Linked DNA regions of Mus musculus: region 1 is linked to region 2. A link is a contact called in public Hi-C data. All regions are on one chromosome and are shown on one strand. The core of a region is the stretch at or near the end of the contact, and the rest is flanking DNA. Distances in the headings are between cores, read along the strand shown. Region 1 overlaps Tenm2 (teneurin transmembrane protein 2). Region 2 overlaps Tenm2 (teneurin transmembrane protein 2).

Region 1 (2,700 bases), core at 129-2,628, 570 kb after region 2:
ATAATGAAAGAACTTCACTGACAAACCATGTAGGTTTTCGATTTTTGTTTTTTGTTTTGTTTTTTTAACTGGTACATCTATTAAGAACTTAATATTCAGTGGGAAAACAGTCTCAGAGCAATGAAATTCTATTACTTTAGAGGTTGCATGCTTTTAATTTCTTAATATTTCATTACTTGTTGGCAACTGGTGCATATTTTTATAATGCGTTTGATCATTACTCTTCTCCGGGTACTCTATTTCAGCTCTTCCTCTGACATCATATTTGCATGTTAAAGGGTTTTTGCATTCAGGGATGGGATGTTCTGAATAGCAATGTGCAGCTAACTTGATTTAAAACAAAACAAAACAAAACAAAAACAAAAATGGAAAACAGCAAACAGACATCATATATAGGGCCCAAGGAGGACAAATTGTCATTTACAAATCTAAATCAAGTTTGAATAGCTTTCTATAGAAAGACATAAAAGGTAATGATACAATGTAATTCATTAATTAGCAAATTAGTTTGGAGAGAGGGCTCTGATTCTTTGCCTCTTGTAAGTCTAGTTTTTCTTCTCTTTCCTGTGGGGGGTGGAAATAATCTTTTCTTTGCTCTCCAGCAACATCTACTGGAAAAGTCAGAAAAATGCTATTTATATGAATCAGATAGTTTGAGTAGGGATACCACTGATTGCCATCTACCCTAAAGAGTGCCACCAGCCAGCCGAGATGCCACCGGGTTACAGGGCAACTCTCTGCATGCACTTTAGTCCTGTGTCCTTCTAGGAGAGAGACAGAGGCTCATGTGGTGGTAAGTGGACAAGGTATAATTTAAAACTTATGACTGCCTCACCTTGAGGAAGTCATTTTCATATACAGAGGAAGAAAATATATGTGATAAAGTTACGGTACCTGGGCATATTTTCTGAACCCGTACCACTCTTTTAAAGCATAATCCTTATCATTAGAAAAAAATTGCCGGGGGGAGCGGTGGAGGGAGAAGAAGAAAAAGAAAGAAAAAAAAAAAGCCGTCAATGTTTAGGTGTACCAAGAATCAGAAAAGAGTTCATTCAAGAAGGCAGCACAGAGAAAGAATTCTGAAGAAAGCCACTTTATGATTCTGTCAAGTTTCTTAAGTTGAAGAGGAGGAAAACTACCTGTGAGGCTATTTTTTAAATTTGCCAGTGTCTACCAACACATCTACCCAGCATCCCATGGCTGTATGGCTTTTCCTGGATCCCATCTCTCTCTCTCTCTCTTCAATCCACAGAAAATAATTCCGTTTGCCTGCACCTGTACCGGGACCTTCCCAGGAAACTCCTACCCGGGATAAACTCTGGATGTTGTCCAGACGTTGTCTGACCAGAGCCACTTTCCACTTGTTCCTCCTTGCCCAGTACCGAGCCTGTCCCCATGCCCTCTCAAGGCTGAATCCATGAGCTGCATGTACAAGATGCCATTAGGTGGGTCTGGCAACACAAGATACTCCAGATAGAGGTGTTAAACAGCCAGTCCAGTTTGGAAACTAAGCAAGAAAACATTCTATCACGACACAAATGTGTGAAATACTATCTTTCTGTGCTCACTGAACTCCACAGAGCCATAGAAGGGCAGTTTTTCCTAGGGCCAAGCCTAGAGGCACGGCCATCACCTTTCCATATTCCCTTCCCAGGAAGCATTCTCTTTAATCAAACAGCACACTTGTAAGGAACTTCCCCTATGCCCACCAAGGTAATTTAAAAACCAACTTAAATACGTCGGGTAACGCTTGTCAAAAACCTGGATAGGACTCAGATTTCTGGTCACGCTTAATTTCAAAAGTTGGCTTATTTGTATTATATTTCTCCATTCTCAAATATCAGTTCATTCATGCCGGTCACAATTTCATTTTTTTTTTTTTTTTAACAGCAGAGGCAATGAAAACAAAATCCACCAAAAGTGAGATTAACAGCAAATAGCCCAAACTTTAAAAACAACATCTGCGGCCACAAACACCCTGTGCTGAGAGATGATTCAAGGATAGAGCATAGTCTCTGTTTGTTCACCGTGAAAATAGATACGAGCCCTTTAAAGCGTCATCCCCGAGCTTGTCAAAGGAGAAATGCCACCAGATACAATCCAGAGTTCCCATTCATAGCGCACAAAAGGAATGTCCACCTAAAGCTACCTCTAGAAGAGCACTACAGGTATCCTAGATTTGGGGGCTTAAATCAAAGTTCCCACTTGAGTCTCTAATTAGCCCCCTCTGCCATTAAGGGGGTCTCGAATCCAGAAAGCTTTATCCAACAGCACTTCCAGAGTTAACTCCCCCTCCAAACTGTCATAACTCGGTTCTCCTAATTATTTACTGGATGCCTCTCTAAGGCGTGCCCTCACCTGATGTTTTAAGTTCATATTTCATTTGGGACAACACTTAGTCTCCATTTAGAAACCGTCAACCTGCCTCAGGTTCAGGAGATTCGAGATGCGCCTCACCCACAAGAGCCAAGCCAAACACACCCAAGCAGCCAGACTTAAATAAACTCTGCCCTTTGCCGATACCTCCGGTGAGAAATTATTATAACGCATCAGAAGTTCAGAAAGAGGAAAAAATTTCAAATACCATCTGTCTTCCCAGGGCTTAAGTCCTGGAGTTCAAAAACAGTATCAATTGAATTATGTTTCCCCCTTCCCTTAGCTGTTTAGAATTTAACGTAATGCAAAGTGCTATTCTGATCA
Region 2 (2,700 bases), core at 194-2,693:
CCCTAAAATTTACCTGTTGTAAACGAACACCACAATGACACTTGGGAAAGTTATAGAGTTGTGCAGTTGGAGCTGTATTTCCTTGCTTCATTTAAATATACTCCAATGACCATTAATTTAATTGTCCCTGTAAGTAACTATCTGCACATCCTGAAAATGCTCTCTCCCTCCGTGGCCACTTCCATTTCTGAATCTGTTTTTTTAAACTACACCAATGCATGCCAGGCTGAGATCAAAGAGCTTTCTAACCATAGTGGTAACTGATCTGGAACCTTCCTGCGAATCAAAGTGTGCATCTCTCCCCGGCTTTCCAAAGGCCTTCACCTGGCATCCAGCCTCTCTTCCCTCAAGCACCCCTCATGTGGGTGCTGAGAAACCTAATTTGCGCATGTGTCAGTGGTGTGACTCCTCCTAAGGAGAAAGGTCATCGGACCCACAGTTGAGTTTGACTGCTTTAGGAAATGTCTCGGCTTGCTCCCTCCCATCCTGCGAAGATTAGGATCAGAATGAAGAGTATGCCAACAGGGAAGTTCTCTGGGGGTAGTCTCAGGGAGGCAGCTGTGCTGAGGAGGAAACAAGGAGCCCTGGAGCAGGGCGTCTGGTTTGGTGCTAACTCTAGCAATGTCCACACATACACATCCTGGTCTCCATGCCTCCCCTTACAACAAAGTCCAGCTCAGGATCTTGCATCTTTCCTTACCAATGAGGTATCTGAGGCCCTGCCTGGGGAACCGCTGATGTCTCTCCTGCTCACATCCTGAGGCAGTGCCCCAAGGGAAGCTTCCCTCACTTCCAGAGATATGCCACAAACATTTCTGTGGGAGCAAAATGGAGCTCAGGAGGAAAAGCCTGAGAGACATTGGATGAGTTCTCAGAGAAAACAAAAACAAAAACAAAAAAACAACGAGATCGTGGTCAATCTGCCACCACCTTCTGCCTTACAGTTACCACCAGCAGAGTGTGGGGGAAAAGATCACAGAGAATGCCCTAAATGACAGGCCTCTGAACGTTTACTCAACACGGTTTCTGGTATGTGTGCTTTGCTGTTTAGCTACTTTGAGGCCTCCTGTCTCACTGAAATCACGCCCAGAGTCTCAACAGAAGATTCATTGTGTAGGAAACCCACGTCCACCACATAAAATTTAAATTTGCCAAGAGCCCCAGCATGTCAGTCAGAGATATGTGCTCAAAATATGTATGCTCTTCTATGGAATGAGGCCTCCCCCCTTCTCTTTTCATTCTGACCAACTGAAGTGAGGTAAACAGGGCAGAGGAGCGAGTTTTTGCCACATCCTACGAGGAAGATGAAAACAGGAACAGCGGGAGCTGGCAAATCTCTGAGAAGTTTCAGGGCAGCTGGGAATTAATGGACAGGACTTTGCTTTTAGCTTGAAGAGGAAGAAAGCAGCCTTGGTAGGTGCGTGGCGTTGCTAGGCAACCCCAAGCTAGCCCTAGCGCAAGTTCATTCTGCTGGTGGCCTTCTGAGGAGGTGACTCTTTGTGTTTGTAAAGTGCAAAGCCAGCTGCTGCTTAAGGAAAAACAAAACCTAGGAAGTAATTAGTCTGGAGGGTAAATGGGCATCAGGTGGCAGCTCTTCTCTGGAGAGGATGCTATGACTGAAGTTGGAATTGGCTTATGGGCTCACACTTGGGCATCCAAGTTTCTGAGTTTCAGGCTGGCTTTCGGATTTCCTCGAACGCCTGCCTCTAAATGACTGGTTTAGACTCCTGGAAGGCACCCCTGTTTGGATGCTTATTTCTTCAGCTAGAAGGAACTGATGGCTGCCTGGGGTTTCAGGTTCTATCATGACCCTGGACCAGTGGTTCTTAACAAAGGATTTATAAAAAGATTTTCCTCTTTTTTCTCTGGGGGATGTCTGATAATGTCTGGAGATATTTTTGATTGTCATCTTTAGGGGTAGTAACACTTGACAACTCATGGGTAGAGGCTAGGGATGCCATTCCACATCCTAAAGGCACAGGAGAATGCTACCCCCACCCTCCAAGAACGGCACAGGTTCAAATGTCAACAGGACTGAGGCCGAAAACCCTGGCTTCATTAGATCTCAGCCATGGTTGTTGGTTGTGAGTTCGAAGGGCCTGGCCTGGTCTCAGACTAACAGGGCTTGAATGAACAGGATTCATTTCTACCTGTCCATCTATATCTCCCTCAACAGCCGAGAAGTGGAAGGAGCCTTCTTCTCCAACTGCAGATGCCTCCTTCTCAGGAAAAGCTTGCAAGGGCATCAGCAACATGGTTGATTTTGTCAATTCACACTCTATCCCCAGCTCACACAGATGCATGCAGTTATCTCTACACAAACCAAAGCCATACTGCTATGTGATGCCTGAGTCCTTTCAGCTCCAGCCCCGGACACACCCCTGCTCTCACGTCAGCATCCCTGTCTGTTCACTCAAGGTCAACTCCAAGTCAGAGGAATCCAACCTCTTTCCTTTTGTTCTCACTAAACTGTATCCTCCATCCATGAATGGCACCTGAACTCATCCACTCCTGAGACGGAAGCCTTGGAGTGACCCTCCCCTCCCACTGTCTCTCTCATCTCTTGGAGCTAGCTCCAATCACCATGGCTGAGTGTACCTCTTAACTGAGCTTAGACAAAATGCTACAGTTGGATATAGCCTGGATGTATCCCAAGAGTCCATCTTTGGGAGTTGTATCCTATGGCCTTTGTTACTAACT

Evidence for each region. Hi-C and Micro-C count contacts between places; a contact is called where the count stands out from the background.
Region 1: a Hi-C map of cortical neurons shows a contact between it and region 2. The contact joins two enhancer-like sites. A contact is called at or near these places in 1 of 484 Hi-C or Micro-C datasets (cortical neurons), 1 of 115 datasets of contacts at active chromatin or transcription factors (embryonic hindbrain) and 1 of 9 other capture datasets (embryonic stem cells).

Annotation. Positions count from the first base shown.
Region 1 is chr11:36,674,498-36,677,197 of GRCm38.p6, forward strand. All of the region lies in intron 2 of Tenm2 (teneurin transmembrane protein 2), which reads right to left. Among named protein-coding and RNA genes, the nearest start is that of Gm51889, 22 kb to the right of the region's middle. Within about 2 kb of position 1,379, at least 8 of the 459 cell types and tissues checked have an H3K27ac peak or open chromatin away from gene starts, as enhancers often do. A contact at or near this core is called in cortical neurons, where this site is marked.
Region 2 is chr11:36,108,203-36,110,902 of GRCm38.p6, forward strand. The region is part of intron 12 of Tenm2 (teneurin transmembrane protein 2); the gene reads right to left. Among named protein-coding and RNA genes, the nearest start is that of Gm42071, 5.3 kb to the left of the region's middle. Within about 2 kb of position 1,444, at least 41 of the 459 cell types and tissues checked have an H3K27ac peak or open chromatin away from gene starts, as enhancers often do. A contact at or near this core is called in cortical neurons, where this site is marked.